Linked DNA regions of Hordeum vulgare: region 2 is linked to region 1. A link is a contact called in public Hi-C data. All regions are on one chromosome and are shown on one strand. Each heading gives the region's core, a stretch centred on a gene start, on an enhancer-like site or on the middle of the called end of the contact. The rest is flanking DNA. Distances are from core to core; before and after follow the strand shown. Region 1 holds the start of LOC123403859 (presequence protease 1, chloroplastic/mitochondrial-like). Region 2 holds the start of LOC123401000 (armadillo repeat-containing protein 6).

Region 1 (6,908 bases), core at 1,454-3,953:
CCGATGCAGCTTCCATCTTGTAGGCAATCAAACAACATGCACAACATGACCTAGAACATATATTAGCTCAAACATGCCCTACTGAGCCACTCATGCAAGTGGGCAAAAACCTATGTAGATAACCAGACATGCGTGATAAGTACTACAAGGTGAAGCAATTCCCGTAATCACACAAGGGATCTCATGTACCTAGCCTTTAGCGATTCATAAGAGCACATACAATTGTGCTTTCTTCATAAGTGTCACGTAAGATAAATGTTAAAGTAAAGGATAGAGAAGTGAAAGAAAAGACTTGCATTCACTTATTTAAGATACTATCATCACAAGTGTAGGTATATCTAGTTACCAAAGATAAGACTAAAAGAGTCCCATCATAATATTGTCTTACCAAGGCAATGTTTCCAAAGATAAGACTAAAATATTCCTATCCTACACCATTTTTAGCTGCGATTATGTATTATGTGACGACATTATCACAAGATTGTCTTACCAAGTCAAGGCCAACATGGGCCAAACCCGCATGTCTCCTTTCAGTGACAAGCAACAAGCTTCCATCAAAGAAAGAAAAAGTGAGCAACACCCAAAACGCTGAATTTTCTATTTTCTGTTTTTATTTTTCAAACTTCAAAAAAATAATTAATTAGCGCACATAAACATTGCCAATGTAATGTAAAAACGTTGCTTCCGCATTTTTTTAAAAAGTTTGTACCATTAAAAAAACTATCCGTCACATCTAAAAAATGTTCACACATTAATTATTTTATCATGAAATTGTTTTAAAAATCTTCATGAATTCAGAAAAAAATCTTCGTGTAATATGTATTTTTTTCCATATGTTCAAAAATATGTTTTTTGTCATTTTAAACAAATGTGCCTGAAATCTAAAACAATTTTTCATAACATACAAGAAACGTTAGTAACATTTAAAAGAAATATTCAATTTGCATACTGAAAATGTCCAATGCATGTTAAAAAAAGTCAAGATGTATTTCTATAAATGGAAAAGAAAACCCCCGGCCCAAAGCGATTTTTCTTTAAGCGAACGCGAGTTTCATCTACAGTAAGCGATGTATAGTATCAACGAGTAGACAGAAGGTCAATCCACCTTCTAATGGGCAGGAATGAGACATGCAACTCAACAGCCATTCCGCAATAGGCTCAATGATAAAGGGAAGGCCAGTAGGATTTGCCCTTTAGATGAGATCGTAGGATCAACTGCAAAATTCATTTTTTTTTTCATTTTTTACAACATATCTCCATGTATGTGTACCACTGCAAAAAATCAGCTAAACTTGACGTACAATTAGAGATTCAAAAAAGATAAACTCGGCTATGAATAGTGCCAACTATGGGTGAATAGTAGTATTTGAATAGTATCAACTTTGGGTGGATGGTAGTATTTGACACTATTCATATTCAATTATGTCTCTTTTAGTTCTCTAAGGGTAGTTCCAATTAGGAGCTGAAACTTTTTGAGATTGTACAAGAAACATGGATGTGAGTCTCCATATATTAATCAGAAATTTTAAACATGTTTTTTTTATCTTAAAAAGATTGATCTTATTGATCCCACCCAATGGCAGATCCTAGTCTCCCCCGATGTATCAAAAAGTTCGGTGGTATTGTTCTTTCTTCCTATTTTGTTTTCCCAAACTCTATTTGGCGCCTTAAGCACTATTTCTAAGCATTTTCACCAAGTGGCGTACACCCCCTCCTACGCAAATGGGCCGTCCCATCTTATATCGCTAGTATTGTTGTAAAAGGCCCCATAATGTAATCTGTGGCACACTTTTGGTTTTGTGAAGCTTCTAGAAGCTTTTGAACTGTTTTTGTCTTTCTTTTGTCGGTTTTTTGTTTGCTTTTTTATTTTTCCTCATTTTTCCCTTTTCCCTTCTTCTCGTTTTCTAAATTGTATTTATTTATTCATAACTTCTTCACAAAATTCTGAAAATTTTGAATTTGTTAAAATTTTAACATTCGTTTAGAAAAACTCATGAACAAATTTCAAATTTGCATGATCCTTGTTTTTTTCAAATCCATGTTTTTCTTTCAAATTTGTGTTTTTTTTCTGAAATATATGGATTTTTTCAAATTCATGAAAAACTATCAAATTTATGGACATATTTCAAACATGTGAACATTTCTGAATTCATGAAACTTTTAAAATCCATGAACTTTTTTTAAAATCCGCATTTTTTCCTATTTTTTCAATTTCTCAACTTTTTCAATATTTCCTTCCAATTCTTAATTTTCAAATTAAGTTTTCTGCGAAAGTCAATAGTCAAACGGTCCACCGATTGACAGATCGGCCCGACCAAACGAACGAGGCGAGGGGCGCCCGGCTTTAGACGCGTGTGAGCGCCAGTTATGTTTCCTAGCGCGCACAAGGCGTCAAGCAGGAGCTCCCTTTCGTTTTAGACCAGGAAACATGAACTTTGTAGTCCAGCATCTCCACACTCCAGACCGGGCCAGACATTGAATGGACACGTTGCACCGAAAAATCCAACCAAGAGTTGCAAAGCTCCAGGCCTCTCCAGTGTACACGCTACAAACACGTCCATAAAACGCCAAGGTTTCAAACGCGTGCACCACAGCTCACTCTCACAGCCCCCTCAACCACACGATTTTTTCCCCCACGTCGAAAATCGACCGAGCTAAAAAAACCAGGGATTTTCCTCCTCGCCTCCTTCTTCTTCCAGCCCAAGCAAGCAGGCAAAAACCCCAGAGAAAAAAAGCCCAGCACCAGGGAGCCTTCAGCCTAGCCTAGCCGCACCGCATCGATCGAATCGAGCTACCACGCCGCCACGTCTGCCTTGCCCCCTCCTCCAATCCAACCCACCCCCGCAGGCAAAGGCAAACCCCAGCCAGAGCCGACGGCAAGCTGGACACCTACGCCATGGAGCGGGTGGCGCTGCTCCGCACCTCCGGCCGCCGCCTCCTCCAGCGCTGCGGCAGGCCCAGGCCCCTCGTGCCCGCCGCCACCTCCTCCGCGCCGCGTCGCCGCTTGTCCTCCTCCTCCTCCTCATTCTCGTCGCCCGGCGGCTCGTCGCGCCTCCTGGCCGCGGCCGCGCCGCTGCACCTGCACTCCGCGGGGCGGTACTGGCCGCTCACCGCGCCCGGCCTCGCGAGGCGCCTCTCCGTCCCCGCCGTCTCCACCTCGCCCTCCCCTGTGCCCAGCGGTGAGCCTTTTGCCCCAACCCGTCCGTGTGCCAATACTAACCTCTGCTTATGTACTGTTTCACCTGCAGTTTCCATGTCTCTAGTAGCGTCTAGGTGCATAGCCCGTTGGTAATAATGGTCTAAAGGTTGCATTGCGTTGAGTCTCGGATCTCCGCATCTGTATGCTGCTCCGCTCGTTAATTTGTTATGGGATGGCTGGAGATACACTGCTTGTTATTCGAGTAACCTCTGTTGGGGCTATGATAAAAGTTGTAGTTCGAGAATGGATGTGCCAGGCGCATGACCTTTTTTCATTATCCCGTAAGCAGACACCGACGATGTCCATGAGTATGCGGCAACGCTAGGCTTTGAAAAGGTATCTGAACAAGTCATAGACGAGTGCAAATCAGCTGCTGTTCTCTACAAGCACAAGAAGACAGGCGCAGAAGTGATGTCCGTGGCAAACGACGACGAGAACAAAGTGTTCGGCATTGTATTCCGTACCCCTCCGTAAGTGCGCCTAATCCTTGCCTCGTGGGATTGTTGATGGTATACTACCGTGCAAAAAACAAAGCAGGGAAACTTATTCACAGATAGGAAAGACGCAAAGAACATATTACTGCATGCAAGCTGTTATGGGGTTTCTGAATAAGTTTCCTTTATTACCAGGAAAAATTCGACTGGCATACCTCACATTCTTGAGCATAGCGTTCTCTGTGGATCGAGAAAGTACCCTTTGAAAGAGCCATTTGTTGAGCTTTTAAAGGGTAGTCTGCATACTTTCCTGAATGCGTTCACCTATCCGGATCGGACGTGTTATCCAGTTGCATCAACAAACACCAAGGTGACACCTATTAGTCACTGATTTGCTTCAGTCATTTATTCAGCACGACCTCTTTTTAGCATTATCATCATTTCTGTTGTTGCCTTGCAGGATTTCTATAACTTGGTTGATGTATACCTTGATGCTGTGTTTTTCCCTAAGTGTGTCGAGGACTTCCAAACATTTCAACAGGAAGGTTGGCATTATGAGCTTAATAATCCCGAAGAAGAGATATCCTACAAAGGTTTGATTACTCAGGCTATTTTAATGAAGCAAACACATTTGTATGTGAGCTAGGCCTGATCATTCCTCAAAAAGTACCTGAATGCAATCCTTCAACATGTGACTGTAGGTGTTGTCTTCAACGAGATGAAAGGAGTCTACTCTCAACCTGATAACATAATGGGGCGTGTGTCTCAACAGGTTAGCGATTTGTTCGATTTCGTTTTTCACTCTGTAACTTTTAGTTCAGTCGGAGTTTTTGCTTGTGTGTTACTTTTATTATCCTTTGCATGATAGTGCACTAGGATCACCTTCTTTGTTATTCTGATGTGTTCAGAATCTTTTCAACACATCCATTCCTATGATTATTTTTACCCTATAGATGATTCAAACTTTGGTCAATCTCTGTATAGTTTCATCAGTTAGGACTAAATCCAGGCTTGACAAACTGCACACCTTTTTCATGAGGAGCTGCTTATCTAAGAATTGACATGCACAGGGTCCAGGCCGTTGCATTTCCACCTGCATCCATTCCGCTTTCTGATTGCTGTTGCAGTTCCACCTGTACATTAGCAAGTTGTAGTTTCAACTGTCTCTAGTCTATCCTTCTATAGTTGATGCTTCCTGGTTTATTAGTTTGTGCTAATAGTCCAGTTATGAATACCCCTTTGGCTGTTCTCATCAGATTCCAGTTCTTTTTGTGAGTTTCTCTTATCATTATTATAGATGCCAATTGCTACAAGAGTACCTAACACATTTGAGCTTTCTACAGGCACTTTCTCCTGATAACACGTATGGTGTGGATAGTGGTGGGGACCCAAATGAAATCCCAAACCTTACTTTCGAAGAATTCAAGGTTTCCTCAGTTCAATTTTTCTATTTTCGTGAAATGATAATTAATTTGTCATTTGCTCTTATTTGCAAACACTTTCAAGATTATGTGATGTCTTCTGCAATTTTAGATGTTGGGTACCATGATATGATACTTAATTTGTCATTTTGCTCCTTTATAAAACTATAAGTTCCAGTGATTTTTTATTGGAAAGTAAAAGAGGAATTGCTTCTGAGACCATTGAGTCCTTTTTTCTTAGTGGACCAACTAGCATTGGTTAATTATTTTCTTCAAATTTGATCCCAACCTTTTGGTGTCATATGTTTAGGAGTTCCACAGGAAGTTCTATCATCCGAGCAATGCTAGGATCTGGTTTTACGGCGATGATGACACAAAAGAGCGACTACGTATTCTAAGTGGTAATGTGTCCATATAGTAGTTAGTCGTGCTTATTCACAGGGTTGTTTTTTGAGCATTTGGTTGTATTTCCTTTTCCTTTTCTCCGATGCCATTTTTTTTCTTTCTTATCTTGCCTCTCTTCTGTAGAATACCTTGACCTGTTTGAAGCCAGCCCTGCTCGTAATGAATCAAAGGTTATGCCTCAGAGGCTTTTCAAAGAACCAGTGAGGATTGCAGAGAAGTATCCTGCTGGCCAGGAAGGTGATTTGAAAAAGAAATATATGGTTTGCACTAATTGGCTCTTGTCAGAGGAGCCACTGGATGTAGAAACTGAGCTTGCACTTGGTTTCCTGGATCATCTGTTGCTGGGGACTCCTGCTTCACCACTTAGAAGAATTCTTCTTGAAAGTGGTTTAGGAGAGGCTATTGTGGGAGGTGGTGTTGAGGATGAGCTTCTTCAACCACAGTTCAGTATAGGCTTGAAAGGTGTATCTGAGGATAACATTGAGAAGGTTGAAGAGCTGGTTATGCAAATTTTGAAGAATTTGGCAGAGGAGGGATTTGCACCAGAAGCAGTGGAAGCATCTATGAACACGATCGAATTCTCTCTCAGGGAGAATAACACGGGATCATTTCCCCGAGGGCTGTCACTAATGCTTCGTTCGATGGTATGAGATTCGTGATATGTAAAAAAGAAACAGACAAAAATGTTGGGCATATTAATATTTTCTTCAACTTAATTTTTTTTGCAGGGAAAATGGATATATGATATGGACCCTTTCGAGCCTCTGAAATATGAACAGCCATTGCAGCAACTCAAAGCACGCATTGCTGAGAAGGGATCCAAAGCAGTATTCTCCCCGCTCATTGAAAAATATATTTTGAACAATGTGCATCGTGTGACAGTTGAAATGCAGGTTTGTAGAGAACCTTCCACCCGAGAGTTCTACATGAAATGAGCCTTCTTGTTGTGACCTCTTAAAATTCAATACTTTGTTGTGCAGCCTGATCCTGAGAAAGCTTCACGTGATGAAGCCGCTGAGAAAGAAATTTTGAAACAAGTAAAATCTAGCATGACTCAGGAGGATCTTGCAGAGTTGGCACGTGCTACAAAGGAGCTGAAGGACAAACAAGAGACTCCAGATCCTCCAGAAGCTCTCAAAGCTGTTCCTAGCCTGTCGCTACAAGATATCCCTAAAAAGCCTATTCATGTGCCAATAGAGGTAATTCTTTGACCTACACTATCTCTACATCGGCTGAAAGTATTAGGGTAGGTTGGCTCAAAATTCTCGGTCAAGTTGAGCTATGGTAAATATGAATTCTACTTCATTATGTAGTTGGACCGTGTCAGTTCTTAGTTTTCCAGATCCTGATTGGGAAAGGAACCAGAGGCCTGCTCACATAGGTCAAAGTTCAGTGAATTTTTTCTGGCTCTGCACTATTTAGCAAAGTGCTTTGTTTTTTAGCTATTGA
Region 2 (6,983 bases), core at 3,252-5,751, 350 kb before region 1:
AATTTTAGGACTAATGATTGTTCATACAAGATGTTGCTGACTTGTCATCTGTGATTACCCCAGGTTACTGACAGACGTAATCTGGAGCGGAAGGCATTCTCCAAGATGTTCGAGACGTCAGGAAGTTCAGAGAAAAGTGATGAAGTATTGGCAGCAAGTTCAGTGAAAAGTGATGAAGTACTTTCCTAATACCACATCCATCGCCATTTAAATTCTTTAGTTTCGACCTTTGAACTATTTGGCTGCCAAATGCTGATGTTGTGAAGCTTGGACCAAACCAGATTCTTTCCTTTTCCGCGTAACCGATGATCTTTTATGTCGTTGTTGTAGGATAAAAACTGATGCCCCGAGCAAGCGCCTTTTCATTGTTTCGTCTGTCACACATACTGGGAGCCGCCCGGTGAAAAACTTCAGGTTATTCTTAGAATCTACTGCAATAGTTTTGTGGGGCTTGTAGTTTGTCTATGCGTTCTGACTTCATGCTTTCTTCCTTGCAGTTATACTGATGGAGTTCGCACGGGAGAAATATAAATCCCATTAGACGACGGAAAACAGTGGGGGGCACCTGAACCTTTTGCTTTGCGTTTTTGTGTAGAAGTGGTTGCAATGCTGTCGAGAGAAATGTCTTTCATTGACTTGAACTCTTGGATATTGCCGCTAATCGACGACTTCTCTTGATGAAGATTTTTTTTCTGAGAATTAACGAGACATTGTCGACACCATGACATGTCTTTTTTACATTCTGTTGTATTATCTTTGTACTTGGCCCATGCATTTTGGAGGGCCCATGAACCCTACCAAAACTAACTCGTTGAACGGTGCCTGCCTTTAAGAGCAATGACACTGTAATTCAGATAGGAATGGCCGATGATGAGTTCTTATACCACAGGTGGTTAAAAGTTGAGGTAGGTTGCAGCCAGACAACCAGAGGTGCCACACCGTTCAGGATTCAGCCTAGAGGATAGTTTGCCATAGTCGCAAATCTATGCAGATGAATTCGAAGTATCCAATCTATAAACAAGTTCAGTTATGCCCATACGCGGCACATCAGCTTTTCGAGAACCAGATGGAGCATATAAAATCATGGCAGGTTGCATTTCTTTTTCCAACTTCATGCAGCAGGTCATAGATTCAGTAGCTCAGGATATTTCTGTTTGTAGGTTCGAACTTCGCACATACATACGTAATCAGAACATGTAACCGCACAATTCAAAATCCCCACAAAAATGGGACCAGATATTTTTTTTTTCAAAAACATCCTCAGATAGGCAAACTTTACAAGCGGTGGGCTATCTAGGTTTTCTACGCGTTGTAGTTGTCCAACCCCAGGTCTCTCAGGGCATCTGTGGCAGCAGCTTTGCAGCTTCCATGTATTGCCTTGGCTTTCCTGATAAGCTTCTCCACACCTTCATTAAGCAAGATCGTCCTGCGATGGTAAAAACAAGCATTGAGATGCAGCAAGAAGCGTGATCACAGAATGTTGGGAGTAAACACCAGCTGCAGGGTTGTAGATTTCAGAGGGATGTGGCTTCTACATCATACCTGTTTTCAGGGTTTCTGACCACGAGATTGCGAATCATAAGACATGCTTGCTTCTGAGTCAGCGCGGAGGATGGGAACTTTTGCATTGTCTGTATGGCCAGAGTGCCGTAGCCTAGGGCGACTGCACGGGCTGCATGTTCTGGTGACCGCAATGTAAGGATTTGCACCATAGACATTACCTACACATTCAGTTAGCTCGTTACACGATATGGAAATGGCTCATACAGTATACAAATTCTTCAGCATTGCACATTTGTGTGTATTACCTCCTGTATTACTGACGGGTCTTCAGAAAATCTGGACACTAACGTCAAGAACTTATCAAAACCATCTTGCTGAATGATATTGGCCTTGTTTGCATCACTTCCAGCCAGCTTCAAGAAGAATGTGATGTAAGTTTGATTTAATCAAAGTAGGATTTTTCTCATAGAAAAAGAAGGGATTCCTGCGGCACAGTAATATTGCAGTGCTGTGCCATACTACCATACCTTAGACAGCAAAGAGCAGCAAGATTTTGCTATAACTTTGTTCTTCTGTACGCCAGCCTCATCGATGCACTTAAGAAGGACATCAATCCCACCATTTTCAGATATGGACCGGCATATTTCTTCCTGTGGTGACACAAGAACTAAAGATGGTGAGGTTCTCAAAGCATTCAGGGTAAATGACTTGTTTTATTTGTTATCACAATTCCATATAGGCATATACTCCCCCCGTCCCAAAATAACTGTCTTAACTTTGTATTAATTTTAGTATAAATTTGTACTAAGCTTAAGACACTTATTTTGGGACGGAGGGAGTAGGAAATAAGTTTTTCATACGCAGGACCATAAGTAAAAGGAAGAACAATAACATGTCGGAAATTTTATGAACATCAAGCTTTTCATGTTCTAGTTGCCTGCAATTCATATTCTACTGGCCAAATAAAGTTTAAAACTGATGATACCAAAAATTGCCTCATGAAAAATGGAGCCTCACTACTGCAGAAATTGAAACCATAACAAAAAAAAACGTTTTAAGTATCATATATGGGATACGCATATATCATAGTTTATTCTTACATTAACAGCAATTGCTTTCAAAGCAGCACAAGCTGATGGTAAGCTGGATGGAGCAACTTGCTTGCGGAGTGCGATGACAAGAACTTCTGCGACGCCAATTTCTGCAAATTTCCGTGAATATCCATATACCTGCATCACAAGTCTGTCAATCTCATCTCTTTGGATCCAAACTTCATTCATACAAGAAGGCCTAATTCCTTAACAGACAAATTATTAAGGTACATGAGTTTATAATGAAGTCATAAACTGAACATATTAAAATCAAATGCATCGGGATGCATCGGGTGATATATAAGTAAATTGCAGTGTCAACTTGCAAGCAAGAATGCAAGATGTACATGTGCTGATGACATTGAGAAACCAGAATGTTCAAAATATGAAACCATGTGATACCAAGTTAGCTACTATTATTTTTTGTGAACATTCTGTCTAGTATCTAACCATCACCAAAAGTTCATGTCAATATTTTCCTACGGATACGATCTTATGAGTTTCACCTCTAGCCTACCCCAACTTGTTTGGGACTAAAGGCTTTGTTGTTGTTGTTGTGGATACGAAATCTAACTACATTGAGACGTCCACCACTATTTATACATCATGCTGGATTGCAGTTAAAATAAAGCTACCAAATTTATATTTTAACACCTAATTTAGCCTACTATGCATCTCATACAGACAACACTTTATTATAACTCAATCAAATTTCCCCATATGGATTTATCTCCGGTAAACTAATTTCATGAGTATCAAATTCAAACCGAGTAACAAATGTGCAAACCAAAATGATGCACTTGTTAATGTAAAATTAGGGTAAGTATTGACATAATTCTACAAGCACATAGGACATACTTGAGAAGCCACCACTCGGTTATCATCAGGTGTCAGAAGAACACGTATGGCATCATACACGCTTTGCACTTTACTATTCGATTTGTTCCTCATAACCTCCAGAATGAGTTCATCGACCTTCAAGTCCATGAAGGCATCTTTCACAACTTCATTGCCAGCAGATGCCATTGCCACGACACCAAAACCACCATCCAGTACATCTGTATTTTCCAATGCTCCATTCAAGATATCCATGACAATTTTGGGCCCTTGGCTTTGCCTGAATTTCTCAGTACTCCCCACATCTACAGATTAGTTCATCCCCAAATGTCAGACAACGAAAAGAGAATGCTGTTCTGGTAGATGGCTAGATCATATGGAGAAAATTAAAACCCTCACATCTATCCTCTGGAGTCTGGAACGCAAAGTCAATAGAACATCCTCCTATCAAAGAACATTCGCGGAGGCAGCAACATACCACGGATCAGGGAGCTCAGCGCCTTCAAGCCCGAAGCAAGCAGCCTCTCCTGCTTAACCCCAGCCGACGAGCACAGGGCGACGAGCGCCTCCACGCCGCCGTTCCGCGCCGCCACGGCCGCATTCTCCGCCCCCTCGCCGGAGCACAGCTCGAGCAACTCGTCGAGCAAAGGGGCCAGCCTATCAAGATCCTCCCCCGACCTGCCGCTGGAGGAGGCCTTCAGCTCGTCCAGCACCCGCATCACCGGGTTCACCTCCTCCGCTGAGGCGTCCCCAGGCACGCGTCTGATGATCCCTGCAGGATGCGGTGAGAGGCTCAGTTCACCGCGTGCAAGAGAGATAGGAGATCTGAAGCCCTGGAGAGGATGGGGAGGAGTTCGTGAGTACCGGAGAGGTTGGCGCCCTGGAGGGTGAGGGCGTCTACGGCGTCGGCGAGGGCCTCTTCGGGGTCCATTCCCAGGTCTTCCATGTTCTCCCGGACCATGTCGTCAAAGGCCTCCTGCGAGATCGCGATCGCCATTTCCTGCCCCGCTTGTTGTTTTTCGGTGCGGACTGCGGAGTGAACAGATGGAAGAGTGGGGAGAAGAAGGGTTTGGTGTGGGGTTTCCGCTCCCCTCGGACAGATATCAGGGCAACTGGTCACGCCGCAACATGCGCCCACGTATCAGCCATCCAAACGAAATTCAACGCTTAAGATTGTCCAAAGGCAAGACACCCCACACCTATCGAGGCAAAATGAATTTTTTTGACCCAAAAACCAAACTAATGCACACACTGAACTATGTTTGAATATTTTTCACCCACCTGACCCTTTTGTGTGACGCATTTGTCTTAGGCGTCACACTACACTGTGTGGCGCCCGATACTACGTTGTGTGACGTCTGAGACCTAGTGTGACGCCTAAGGCATCGGCGCCACACTACACGGTGTGGCGCCTAAGACAAAGGCGTCACACAATGTAGTGTGACGCCCGACTGTCGGCGCCACACAAAAGTGTCAGCTGAGTGAATTTTTTCCAAACATAGTTTAGTTTGTGAAATATTTTGGCTTTTGGGTTAAATTTGTTAATTTTGCCCACCTATCGACGCTCGCACACCTAGCACATCATCACAACAATAATAAAAATAATAGTTGAGGTCACTCGAGGCCTGGCGCGAAGGGTTTCCTTGACGACTCATGTTTTTTTGTCAGCGAGGTTGATCCTCGTCCAGATCTCGGCGCTCATCCTTCTGACTAACCTATCACTCAAAACCAGATCGATGCGACGAGAACATCACGATCCACCAAAAAACCCATACCTTCTGCCCAAACCCAGTTCACAAGTTTGAGGTGGCACCAACTCTAGATCATCCAACACCTAATCCACCTCACTACCTCCCCCTTGGGTCGCCACCACGCGGTCGTAATACCCACTGCAAAGCCGTCGAGAATCTTAGAGTTTCAGTGGGATGCCATGGCGATGGAGGTAGTTGAAGAACTGATGAAGAAAATGACGTCGTCGGTCGCGGAGAAGGGGGGAGGGGTGAAGTTAGGGAAGAAGGGAGCGTGGAGTAAGCGGATAGATCCTCGGGCTATAGGTAAACTCATGTCAAATAGGCCAGTGGTAGCGGAGATGTTGGAAAATACACCCAAGAGGGTCTAGTGCGCCATGCATGAGTTACATACACATGCGGGGTGGTTTGAGGGTCCTCATTGGAAATGAACTTAGTGTTAGGAAACATAGTAAAAAACAAAACAAAAAACCGTCCTACAATCAATCAGGAACACTGTGAAGATGCAATGAACGGTTGGGATCGGGTTGTTATCGACTCCGAGTTGAAGCGAAAGAAGACGAGACGGTGTAGATCGTTGATGAAGTTCCTTGAACCGTAGATGAACGATCTCACGAACCGCCCACAAACGATCTCTCGAACTGACGACCGAAAGCACGACCTCTCTACTTGGTTGCAAGCGTACGTTCTTCATGGTCCGGCAGCGCTTCGCCGTCCAGAGCTTATCGTCGCCAGAGAATTAGAGTGAGGAGATTAGAACCACACTAGACTTCTTATGAGGATTAGAGGAACTATGTCTAGCTCTAGTTAGTCAACTATGACCAATTAAAACTAGAACTAGATGAACTAGAGGAGACTCCAGAACTTGTGTAAACAATAGAGCCAATGCCTCAAGTATATATAGGCCCTGTTTGGAACCACTCAGATTATATAATCCAGTTTTTATAATATCTGTCTCCAAATAGGACAGATTATGGTGTAGATTATAAAAACTAGATGGTCAGATTATTAAAAACTCATAATCTACTCTACCCCAGCTAAAATCAGATTATGGATTGCTAATGACCCATTACCCTTGTAAAGTTGGAGTTAATTACATTCCTACCACCACCACCCTCCTCTTTTAAAAAAAAACAGAGGGCACACAAGTCATTATGCAATGTAAAACCTGGATTACACTTTATATAATCTGGCCTCCAAACATGTCCACCTAGATTATTTTTATAAACCAGATTATATAATCTATCTTCATAATCCAGATTATCATAATCTATTGTGGTTCCAAACATGGCCATAGATTAGAGGGCAGTGGAGGGGCTGCCATCAAGGAGGGGAAAGTCCATCCTTGGGGTGCCGAGCAAGGAGGAGGAGTTGGACTTCTCCCCCACTCTAATTCGCCCCCCACAAGGAAAAGGGAGGGGGGCCCACTTCACTTGGGCCCTCGTGGCCCAAGTTGCCTTACACCTCTTGGCCTTTTAAGGCCCGTCGATATTTAATTATTTATAAAATCCTTTTAATAATTATTAGACCCTTTTATATATAATTTAACATCACCGAAAACATTTTGCACCTATATATTATTTTCGATAACCTATGAAACCCTTCTGGTGACCTCGAAACGCTTCTGAATCCTCTCGAAACTATTTTGAGTATTAATGAAATAAGTTCAAAAATATGTTCTCATTACTCCTATCCTACTAACACCCAGAAGATCATGATTAACTTAATATTTTGACCCTGTAGGTTCGATAACTCATAGACATGAATGAAACTCCTTCGTTCAATGATCGATAGCGGAACCTTG

What was found. Hi-C and Micro-C count contacts between places; a contact is called where the count stands out from the background.
Region 2: a Hi-C map of seedling shows a contact between it and region 1, with 4 times the contacts expected there. The contact joins the promoter of LOC123401000 here to the promoter of LOC123403859 in region 1. A contact is called at or near these places in 4 of 6 Hi-C or Micro-C datasets (leaf and seedling) and 1 of 1 datasets of contacts at active chromatin or transcription factors (embryo).

Annotation. Positions count from the first base shown.
Region 1 is chr6H:512,209,946-512,216,853 of MorexV3_pseudomolecules_assembly, reverse strand. It overlaps LOC123403859 (presequence protease 1, chloroplastic/mitochondrial-like), which reads left to right and starts at 2,703. Exons shown (of 19, transcript XM_045097778.1): 1 at 2,703-3,179; 2 at 3,489-3,669; 3 at 3,829-4,003; 4 at 4,094-4,226; 5 at 4,335-4,405; 6 at 4,977-5,060; 7 at 5,365-5,455; 8 at 5,583-6,103; 9 at 6,188-6,352; 10 at 6,440-6,658. The coding sequence starts at 2,897.
Region 2 is chr6H:512,558,615-512,565,597 of MorexV3_pseudomolecules_assembly, reverse strand. It overlaps LOC123401000 (armadillo repeat-containing protein 6), which reads right to left and starts at 4,501. Exons shown (of 8, transcript XM_045094716.1): 1 at 4,296-4,501; 2 at 3,910-4,203; 3 at 3,453-3,736; 4 at 2,604-2,732; 5 at 2,031-2,153; 6 at 1,809-1,916; 7 at 1,543-1,721; 8 at 1,101-1,426. The coding sequence starts at 4,428. The coding sequence ends at 1,303. It overlaps LOC123401001 (peptidyl-prolyl cis-trans isomerase CYP40-like), which reads left to right. Exons shown (of 10, transcript XM_045094717.1): 8 at 64-177; 9 at 331-414; 10 at 498-857. The coding sequence ends at 342.